2 separate regions of the Sus scrofa genome follow, and region 1 is linked to region 2. The links are chromatin contacts, called in public Hi-C maps. All regions are on one chromosome and are shown on one strand. Each heading gives the region's core, a stretch centred on a gene start, on an enhancer-like site or on the middle of the called end of the contact. The rest is flanking DNA. Distances are from core to core; before and after follow the strand shown.

Evidence for each region. A called contact is a pair of places that touch in the nucleus more often than the background predicts.
Region 1: a Hi-C map of fetal heart ventricle shows a contact between it and region 2, with 4 times the contacts expected there. The contact joins the promoter of SKIDA1 here to the enhancer-like site in region 2. A contact is called at or near these places in 5 of 47 Hi-C or Micro-C datasets (embryonic fibroblasts, fetal heart ventricle, fetal skeletal muscle and 1 more) and 1 of 2 datasets of contacts at active chromatin or transcription factors (alveolar macrophages).

The regions. Positions count from the first base shown.
Region 1 is chr10:53,326,354-53,332,317 of Sscrofa11.1, forward strand. It overlaps SKIDA1 (SKI/DACH domain-containing protein 1), which reads left to right and starts at 3,788. Exons shown (of 2, transcript XM_021064948.1): 1 at 3,788-4,680; 2 at 5,569-5,964. The coding sequence starts at 5,682. LOC102158457 (a long non-coding RNA gene) reads right to left here and starts at 3,608. Exons shown (of 3, transcript XR_001299330.2): 1 at 3,459-3,608; 2 at 1,043-1,116.
Region 2 is chr10:52,897,620-52,903,201 of Sscrofa11.1, forward strand. The region is part of intron 1 of DNAJC1 (dnaJ homolog subfamily C member 1); the gene reads left to right. Among named protein-coding and RNA genes, the nearest start is that of DNAJC1, 38 kb to the left of the region's middle. Within about 2 kb of position 2,527, at least 4 of the 83 cell types and tissues checked have an H3K27ac peak or open chromatin away from gene starts, as enhancers often do.

The sequences.
Region 1 (5,964 bases), core at 2,538-5,037, 430 kb after region 2:
GGAATTAAAAGATTCTTGAGCTGTAAACATTCTTTGTTTATTCAGCACACATAAGCAGGCATTGTTTTATCACCATCATAATTATGGTGTCCTTTAAACTGGTTGATAGCAGGAAAGATAAGGGAATGTGCCTGTAGATTCACATCAGGTCTTGCTCCTTTCTTTCTTTTCCTTCCTCCCTCCCTCCCCTCTGTCTTTACTACCCTCCCCCCCATTCCTTCCTTGGTCACTAGGGTCCCCCACAGCCCTTGAGATGAGGAAAGCAGGGAAGATTGTGGCCTAACCATTTCTTACATCATGAAAGTGATTTGTACCACACCTAATTTGATGCCATCTATAACCTTCTTGTCTCCCATGTTTATAACTGCTTTTTAGCTTGCAATATGTGTTATCTGAAGAGTTGCCTATTGCTCACCTGTATAAAATCTTGTCCACTAGGGTTTGTTGCTTTACCTTTGTCTAATTTAGAAAGCATACTCTTAGGGCTTTTTCAGAACAAAGCCTCACAAAAACCCCTTTACCTCCAAGGATTTGCAAATTTATAAAGGCTGCATTGAATTGAAGATGGGTCAGGGGGCAAAAAAAGGGTAGAAGGTCACTGCATTTTGATTATGGGTCAGTAGACAACATGGCATATATTCTGTGTCCCAAATTTCTGTTAAAAACGGGATTTTTAAATGCCTAAGAACAGAAGGATGGGCCCTTTTGGAGACTTGCCCTGATTTGTTTGGATGAGACAAAAAAGAAAAAATTAAGGAACATGTACTAAGTTATAATTTAAGTTGTTCCTTAATTTAGCTCTTTCCTCCTCCTCCATTCTCATTTTCCCTTCCCCCCCCAAAACAGAGAACATGATATTACATAAATTTAGGTAAGGAACTGTCGCTCTCACACAAGATTTTATTGTCCTATATCCTCAATTAACTCAGCAGTATAAGAATTTAAATTATTATTATTTGAGACTTTGTTATGTCCTAAGTATTATAGTTACTTTTGGCTAACAGTACAAGGAGACTTCTTTCATTCTAACCAGTATACTTACATTGTTGAGGCCTTTGTGATGCTCCTTAGTCTCTTCTGTCTGAATTCACTTTGAACAAAATGTGCCAGCAATCACTGAAACAAATGTATATGGTGAAGAGTTAGGTGAGGGTGGTGGGGTTTGGGGGGCAGGGGGGTGATCCTCATTTAAATTATGCATGTATGGGTGAAGGCTGGGAAGGGAAAGGATTATTTTAATGCTCTTCAATACTTTAATTATATGACAGTTGTAGTGTAGAAATGCAAAAGTACTCTTAGGTTTTCCTTCAGGTTTTCAAAAGAACTTTCCCCATTAGTAAACTACTTCTGCAAATTGCTATTGCATTTCCCAGCTAACCATTTAAAAGACTGTAAATGCCGTGTGCATTACTTCGCTCCAGAGGAAAGAGGTCAGACTGAATTGCAGTGGTATTTAAACATAAAATACAGTGAAAATAAATCAAAGTAGAACATTTGAAGATAAATTTAGCACATTCATATAGGATAAGTAAAGACAAATATGTTCATATCTTCATAGCCCATCACTGTAAAAACTGAAAGTGCTGATTTTTTACAATAAATGCAGAAGTAAGTGGACATTAATGTATTTCTATCTCTGTTTGCCACAGAGCATTTTCCTTTAGCAAGCAGCTTTGTTTTCAAAGCTAAAATACTTTTTATGAAGGCGTGTAGATTACACATTCCTCACTGAGTAAATAATCACATTTAATTAACAAACTCAGTGCATATCCTATATATTCCTAAATTCTCAGTAAGTAACTCCCTGGACCCTCAGAGATAGATATACACATAAATGTTAATTTGGGCATATCCACCCACCTACGTATATGCATTCGAGAAACATAGAAGTTGATATATCTCTTCTTAAAAAAGAATTTGAATACAGTCCATCATCTGAATTGGGTTCATCTTTGATTGTAGAGGCGGCTGACATGGTCAACATATTTATCAAAGAAACCCCCTGGCTTTTGAAGAATTGTACTTTATACATCTGGATCTGCACATCCAGGCAAAGTAAGTAAATTATTGCATAACTTTAAGCATAATTGATAACAGACACCTTTAATTTTTCATCCCCATTCTTTTGGCCAGCTTTCACATTAATAATCTAAGCCATAAATGTTGGTAGCTATTGATCGAAATCCCCTGTGTGCATGCAAATCCATCTTAAAGTCCCCTGCCTTTCATGTGTGAGCGCTCAGGGGCCTCTGCTAGATCTTTTTATCGGGATCGACCCCCAATGTGCCTGGAGAAGACCCCGGATATGCAACGTGTGCTGATGGCTACAAGAAAGCTGTCTGTCACATTCTGGGTGTGTGTGTGTGTGTGTGTGTGTGTGTGTGTGTGTGTTAGCGTGCAGCACACTCACGCACGCGCGCGCTCACACCTTAACACACACACACACACACACACATGCAACGATAGGGAAGTTAAAGGAACAAAAGAATGTATTAGACAAGAAGAAAGATGTTTAATAGGAGTATTAAAAATGTATAAGTGTGAAGGTATCTGAGTGCACATACAAAGATACTCGTATAAATTGTATACACAGACCCAGTTCTCAAATCTCTTGGCCTTTATTTTTCTCTATTTGATCCAACAGATTATAACTTTAGTTGTTTTTTTTTAAATCTTAATATTCTACTAGTTTTAAGAATCACCCATATTGCCGGTATTTTAAAGGTGGAAGGGGAGGAAGGAGAGGAAAAGGTGATTTTTGAAATAGCTACTAAATAATGTTGTCTTGTGCAGGAGGAATAGGAGTGTGTGTGTGTGTGTGTGTGTGTGTGTGTGTGTGTGTAATTCTAAATAGGAATCAAGAACAACTAGAACTACCTGGCCCAAAGGGGGGGAAAAAAAAAAAGAGACGTTCTAGCCAACCTTTTGTAATATCTTCTCAAAGCGTTTTCTGAGTTTACTATTTCTTGGCTGTTTGGTGGAAATCTTAAAGCTGGGGGAGGGGAATTGGACGACTATGGGGTGGGGTGGGAGGAAGAGGGCTGGCAGCATAAAAGTGCATCAGGAGGAATTTTAAAACATTATTGTCATTGGCAATAGAAAGACACTGGTCATTCTACTTTAAAAAGCAAACACCAGCATCTGCTTTTCCTGGAAACTTTGCATTCTGCCAAAACCTTTTGCATTTTGCCTCCTGTGAAAGTGAAAGAGAAAAACGCGGTGTGATAGATCCAGATGCAAAAGAAAGCCAACTCGGTGGATGGTATTAGCTGTGACGAGGCATTGTTCATTGCTGCCTCTCGGTTACGTTTAAAGCCTGAAATATCACGAGATCCATTCAATGATCCTTCTCTCATTCAAGGGACAAAAATGTAATTTGCTGTAGCTCTGATTTCTTGGATGGAAATGCTAGCCTTAGATTTCAAAGGCAAGAACTAGACATCGCGGTTTGTACACACATTGATTAAGTTGAAGAGCGGCGATTACATCTGTGCGGAGTGCAACAGTAGTCCAGGGCTGACTTTTCAAATCCCAACCTCTGAGTTACAGACGCTCTTAAATAGACTTCCTTAATTTCCGGATGCACTTCTTGAAATTCCCAATTCTCTTCAAAATTCCTGGGAAATTACATGGAAGACGAGGGTGGGGGTAGGGAACTATGGCTGAGATTTCATGCAAACTACCTTTTTGTATGTCTGATTCCTCGGTTTTTAATCTCTCTCTCTCTCTCTCTCTCTCTCTCTCTCTCTCTCTCTCTCTCTCTCTCTCGCCATACCTGCTTATGCTAGCCAGAGCAGGGGAAGCTGGAACTTTTGAATGTGAAGGAAGAAATTACTGTACAATTTTTTTCTTGCAGGGTCAGAAATATCCGTTTATTCTTTTAACCACACGGATGTCTCTATTTTTGGAAGAGCAAGGAAATATATAAATGCCTGGGTTGTATTTGTGCTGTAGTTGCAAACACCGAGCAGTTAAGAAGATTTTGCCGAATTTTGCAAAGCAGCCAACAAACCGCCTTGGGATCGTGGTAATGCGACTGGGAAGACCTTTGCTCTCATTTGGCAATATTTTGGATATCCTTGAAAATGACACCAAAATATGCCTTAATTTGACTAAGAAGAGGTTAAACAATATTGGTATTCATCCAAAGTGATTTTTTTTTTTAAAGCAGATGCTTGGCTTTCATGGAAAAAATGGGAGTTGTGGAAGATTCATTTAAACTACCAACCAAAAGCATCCTAGACCACTGAAATAGTCTGCATCGTACATCAGCACTTTCTTTTCATCTTTATTACGTAAAACCTCTGGAAGCACCTTGGGCGGTTTACATTTTCTTTTCTTTGCTACAGAAGCAGTCCCTTCCATGGAATTCTGACCTGTGGTGAACAGGACCCTGGCAAAGGCTCTGCTGGGGACTCTAGGAAGATCCCGCCTCCGATCCAGCCTGGTTAATTGTGAAAAGTGTACACATTTCTGGCTTATCTATGCTTTGTTATGGGTCTGACGTGAAACTACCTCCTCCCCAGCCCACCCCCCAGCAGAGCACCAAAATCCAGTTGAATTGTTACAGTGTTTCGGAGCTGGAGCCTTGAACTGCTTCCTTGGTCAAATAACTTTGTTTCTGTGTAAAAAGGCATTTCAGGGGTGGAAAAAAAAGGAAAATCGAGAGAAATTCAAAACGTAAGTCTGTACTGGGGTGGTTCACCGCGCGGATTTAACTTTGGAGTTCCCAGTCAGGCTCCTTCCCCACTCCCAAAAGGGAAATACCAAGCTATTCTGCACGTTTACGCTTAAGCTTCATTTTCCAAAGGAAAAGGGGGAGGGGTGTATCTATTTAGGCTTGATAATGTCTTAAAAATGCTTTTCTTTGAGATGATAATAGCTATAGCGGTAAAATGCAAATAAAGCAAAAAATAGGCAATATTCCTTTAAAGGCGAATATACAGGTTTTTTTTTTTTTTTTTTTTTTTTTTTTTTAAAGCGTACACACACTGCTTCTGATGAAGTCTGTGAGTCAGGCTGTTTCTGAGCTTCGATAGTTTAATGGAAAGATTTATATACCGACTGTATTATTTACTTTGGGAGGGGAGGTGGCAGTATAAGGGTATGCTAATTAGTGGGAGATTTTGGGGGGAAGGGGTGGAATATCAATTTTTATTGCATCACCTGTCAGGAGTGTCCAATCAGCGCTGGCTTTAGGGGAATTAATTGATGAAGGTGTCTCCGGACGAGCTCACTTCACTCTGTCATTTTATTTGTAGCTAAAGCAGCGGCGGGAATAGCAGCTGCATTTCTTTTCTCTTTCTCCCTTCACATTCCATTATCATAGTGCTCCAATGGAGAAGGAAGGAATAGAGGGGCCCAGGTACTGATCTGCATCGGGGACTTAGACCAACACACTGGCAGATCAGAAACCGGATGGTTTTTTCCCTCTTTTTTAAAAAAACGAAAACCAAAAAAAAAGCAAGAATCAAGTCAGTGTAATTTCATGTTTTTTTTTCCCCAATAATTTCGCCAAGAGTTTGGCACTCCCTTCGCCGGGAATAACAGTCTTTGTTATTTTATTAGCAGGATGCCTTGAGACACACGCAGCATCTGGTGGAGGATTACCATACATACATGTGTATGTATGCGTCACGTATATATTTACTGCAAATGGTGGGGATCGCTTAGTGCCCGAGATGGGAGACCTGAAGTCAGGTTTTGAAGAGGTGGATGGCGTGAGGCTCGGCTACCTCATCATTAAAGGAAAGCAAATGTTTGCCCTCTCCCAAGTCTTCACGGATCTGCTGAAAAACATCCCGAGGACGACCGTGCACAAGCGCATGGATCATCTGAAAGTGAAAAAGCACCACTGCGATCTGGAGGAGTTGCGGAAACTCAAGGCAATCAACAGCATCGCCTTCCACGCCGCCAAATGCACGCTCATCTCCCGGGAAGACGTAGAAGCGCTCTACACCTCCT
Region 2 (5,582 bases), core at 1,277-3,776:
TGAATTATCTGTAAATTTTTCAGTAGTGCTGTTTAAAATATTTGAGAGGTACTGTAAAAAAATGATGGAGTGGCAAAAGTAAATTAAACGTAGCAAAAGAAAAAAGCCAGTGGTAAAGTAGCAGCCTTTCATTATGGCTTCTATACATCAAATAGACTTAGGAGTAAAATTTGAGCCTTCTTCAATTTTGAGGAAAGTTTAAGAGGTGGCACATCTTGCTATTGATCACTAGTCTTACACTGGTGATTAGAATAATTCACTATTCCTTCATTCAGCAGTGATTTATTGATGGTTTACTATGCGCCTGGCACTATTTTAGGAACACAGCGTTGGACAAAGCAGACAAAATTCCTGCTCTTATGGAGTTCACATTTTAGAGGAAGAGAATGACAATAAATTGGTGATTTCGCACACACACAGATAGTTAAAATGCTTTGGAGACATGTTGGGGGAGGGCTGTGATTCTGAGCAGGATAGTCAAGTGAGCCATAATTGAAAGGGGGACATTTGAACAAAGGTGATATTCCTCCTGGAGGAGGAAGGTTGTGAGCCATGAGAGGAGGGGAGTCCATTTCAGGCAGAGAGATTGACACATGTAAAGGTTCTGAGCAGGACTGTTCCTGTGTGTGTTCAAGAAACATCAAGGAGTTGTGAGTGTGGAAAAAGCCAGAGGGAAAATTGTTGGAGTTGAGATCAGAGAGATAATGAGAGATCAGATCCTGCTTACTTTATAGGCCTTTTAAAGGACTTGGAGATTTTAATGTGATTGTAAAACCTTTGGCTTTTGGGGGAAAAAAAAGTGTGGTAAAATATATAAAACAAAAAATTTGCTATTTTAACCTTTTTTATTTTTACTTTTCATGGCCACACTTGCAGCATATGGAAGTTCCCAGACTAGAGGTCAAATTGGAGCTACAGCTGCTGGCCTACACCACAGCCACAGCAATGCTGGATCCCCAACCCACTGAGCAAGGGCAGGGATAGTACCCACATCCTCATGGATACTAGTCAGATTAGTTTCCACTGAGCTATGGTGGGAACTCCCCATTTTAACCATTTTTAAGTGTGCAATTCAGTGGCATTAAGTACATTCACAGTGTTGTAGAACCCTAACCACCATCTGTTTCCAAAGTTTTTCATCACCCCTAAACTGAAACTCTGAATATATTAGGCAGTAACTTCCCATACTCCCTCCCCCAGAGCTGGTAGCCTCTAATCTGTTTTTTGTCTCTCTGAATTTGCCTATTCCAGCTACTTCATATAAGTGGAATCATACAGTATTTGCCCTTTGTAGCTGGCTTATTTCACTTATCATAGAGTTTTCAAGGTTCATCCATTCTGTAGCATATATCAGAACTTCTTGCTCAGTAATTTTCCAGTATTTTACATTCATCTGTTGATGAACTTTGGTTATTTCCACCTTTTGGCTATTGTGAATAATGCTGCCAGCGACACTGGTTTACACATATCTGTTTGAGTCTTTGTATTTAGTTTTTTAGGGTATATACTGAGAAGTGGAATTGTTGATCATGCTGTAATATGATGCTTAACTAATTGAAGATCTGTCATACATACCGTTTTCCATAGTGGTTGTACTGTTTTACTCTCTCACCATCGATGTATAAGGGTTCCAATTTCTCTACATCCTCATCTACACTTACTGTATTTCATTTTTTAAAAATAGCCATCCTCGTAGTTCTGAAGTGGTATCTATTATAGTTTTGATTTACATTTCTCTAATTATTGCTAATGTTGAGCATCTTTTCAGGTACTTTTGGCCATTTGTATATCTTCCCTGGAGAAATCTTTTCAAGACATTTACCCATTTTTTTAACATGATTATTTTGTCTTTTAATAGTTGAGTTGCAAGAGTTATGTATTCTGGATATTTACCTGTTATCAGGTATATGATTTGCAGATAGTTTCCCTCTTCTGTTGCTTTTTCACTCTTTTGATAATGTCTGTTCATTGACGTCATTTGTTTTCTATAGCTTATGTTTTTTATTCCTTGATTTCTCCATTACTGCCTGGCTTTGTATTTGGTTGATTTGTGTGTGTGTGTGTGTGTGTTGCACCATTTTTATTCTCTTCTTTAAAAAAATTTTTTTTAGTTATTTCTTAGTGGTTACTTAGGTTGTTAAAACTAGCTTGTTGTTAAGTTTAAGACATTAATTGCAGTCACTAAGGACTTGGACTTCCTATCTGAGTGAAAGGGAAAGCTGTTGGAGGTTTTTGACTGGATCTGTTTTTTGTTTCAGTCTGGCTGTTGTGCTGAAAACATACTGTTGAAGGAAGGGGCCTGGCAAGGGCTGACGTCAGGAGCTGTGTTAGAAGTTTTTGTAATGATCCAAGCAAAAAAAGGGATGGTTGTTTTGGACTCTAGTGGTACTGGTGAAGGTGTGAGTGTTCAGATTCTGAGTATAACTTAATAATAGAACCGTCAGGATTTGCTAATGAATTGGATGTGGACTGTGAGAGAAAGAGGGGTCAAGGGAGACACCAGAATTTTTTGGAGAGTGGATTTCTGTTTGGAGATAGAATTTCATTTGGGGATAGAATTCCAAATTTTAAGAGATCTACATAAAATGGATTTTTCGTCAATTTTTTTAAAAGTGTATTCCACATGCAGGAGAAACTAAAACATCTCAAGGATATATACATTTATATGTTGACTTTCTGTTTTGTTTGTTATTAAACTGTCAGGATATATATTGAAGTTGATTCCTTATACCTTCCATGTATACTGTTTGCAAAACCATGCTTTATTGAGAATAATGATCATTAAATACTGCAAGATTGAAAAGTGACAAAGGAAGAAAGGAAGGAAAGGAGGGAGTAAGGGAGGGAAAGTAAAAAAAGAATTCAGTTATATTTATAGCATCCTTACCAAATGAGCAAAGCATGTTAATGACTTCTTGAAAAAAACTTTAGCAAAGTCATTATCCAAAAAAAATTTTTTGCTGCTGAATCTGATATTTAAATACAATCAGAAAAACCTCATCCCTTCCATTTACATGAATGTTCGGAAAAAGCAAATCTACAGAGATAGGCGTAGAGATCTTTTTGAGGTACTGGAAATATTCTAAAACTGGATGATGATAACCTTGCACAGCTCTTTGCATTTACTAAAAAACCATTGTGTACTTCAGACAGATTGCTTTTATGATTTATGCTCTAAGTAAGCAGTTTAAAAATATAAATGAATCAAAAAGAAAATTAAACCCTCATTCCTTGATCATTCTGATTCATATTTTGATACTTAAGGGGAATATTTTTGTTAAACTTTTTAAATCCAATTATAGTTTTAATTTCATTCCCTACTTATGTATTTTATGTATTTAAAATAGTGTATGTTTTATACAGTGGTGTTCTCAATTAAATGTGTCCAATAATAAGCTAAATCCCTGGTAAAAACAAATGTTAAGTAGCATATCGTGTATGAAAATGAATATTAACATCAAAGCCCAGCAAAGCAATACATAAATGGAAAAAAGCATGTGTTAATTATAAGTTCTTTTTTTATTACAAGGAATTATAAGTTCTTTTTTTAATATAAGGAATATGTTTTGGTTAATGGTGATATAAAGTGGAAGATTTCTACATGTATACATATATGAAAGTAAATTCATTTAAAAAGAAAAAGATCTAGGAGTTCCCTTGTGGTGCAGTGGGCTAAGGATCCAGTATTGTCACTGCTGTGGCTTGGGTTGCTGCTGTGGCACAAGTTCAATCTCTGGCCTAGGAACTTCTATATGGCCTTAGCACAGCCAAAAAAAAAAAATCTAGAGGGATGTATATGCACCAAACTGATAACCATAATTACTTCTACTGAGGGATTGGGGTTTGCCAGGGAGGATAGTTAAGGGGGATGTTTTACTCTATGTTACTTAAATTTGTGTGTGTGTGTTTATTCATGCATTACTTGTATAGCTAATAGATAGCAAAAGTACAAAGACTTAACTAAAAACGAGGAGTTCCTGTTGTGGCACAGTGGAAATGATTCTGACTAGTATTCATGAGGATGCAGGTTCGATCCCTGTCCTCACTCAGTGGGTTAAGGATGCGTCATTGCTTTGAGATGTAGAATAGACTGCAGATGCGGCTTGGATCTGGTGTCAGTATGGCTGTGGTGTAGGCCGGCAGCTACAGCTCCAATTCGACCCCTCACCTGGGAACTTCCATATGCCATGGGTGCAGCTTTAAAAAAAAAAAAAAAAAAAGCAACAACTACAAAGAAAAAAAAGATCAGAGCCTAAATGAAGGCAGTGAGAATAGAGAAGGTAAAAATGTGAAAAATATTTGGTTGCCAAGTTGATATAGTACAAAATCATTGCAGAGATCAACAGAGAATAGATAAGTAAATTATACTGAATTAACTAAATGGAACTATGAACATTACTTGAACATAAACATTATAAAAATTTTTAAATTTATGAAACAAAATAAAAAATTGATAGGTGTACTGACTAAAAGGAAAGAATATACACTGTAGTATGTACAGTTTCGTTTACAACAGTAAAAACAAGTAGGAAAATGAAGAAAAAGAAATAAAGATGACAATGAGAGAATTTAAAGTTAAATGAATGGAAGAGCACTTATTACCCTGTATTTTCTTTAAAGAATTTCTGAATAATCAAAAGTAGTTGGAAAGAAACTTTCCTAAAATGAGGGGTTGAAAAATGTACATGGTTAAAATTATTGTAAAGAATGCTAGAACAAATAAGGATTGTTTGAAAGAAAAGTGTGTACCCACTTTTATACACATCTTTGAGCAGCACACTTGAAATACATACCACAGCTGCTGGCCTACACCACAGCCACAGCAATGCCAGATCCTTAACCCACTGAGTAAGGCCAGTGATTAAACCCACAACCCCATGGTTCCTAGTCGGATTCGTTTCCACTGCACCACGATGGGAACTCCACCTCTAGTGTCCTCTTTATTATTCAGTTTACTGGCATTCGAACCCATGGTTAACTAATTAATGTTTTTGTCTAATTAAGCATAATTATTTTTATTATGAATTTTATCATGGATTTGTTTATATTTCCTATGTTAGCATGGATATAGAACATAACATATGGGAAAACATCAGTAAAAAACCTGGAAAAAGATTCTTCTGGGCCTAGCAGAGAGCTTTACATCCTCTGGAAGAATCACTGCCTAGAGTGGGAGTGGGGTTGCCCAGACCAGACATGGCAGCAGGACCCCAGAACCAGCCTGATCTGAGCTGTGGACGGAAGCCCTTAGAGCAGCTTGGAGTGGACTGGTGGGCAGAAATGTATTCTTTCTGTAACCATGGCAGACACCTAGCTGGCTGGGTGCTTCTGCAGGCTTGCCTCCCTCCCATCCCTGACCCTGCACTTAATAAGCATAGCTAGGATGGTGATGTCAGAAAGAAAAAGTTTTTCCTAAAATTTGGTATCTAAAAAACTGTAAAAAAACCCAAATGTTGTTTAAAAAAATCTAACATGATGCAAAAATACATAAAGAAGCGGTATTCTCATACTTGGTCTCTCATTCCTGTTTATAAAAAGTGACTGGATTCATAAATTTGGATGAAATTTATGTATCTCTATTA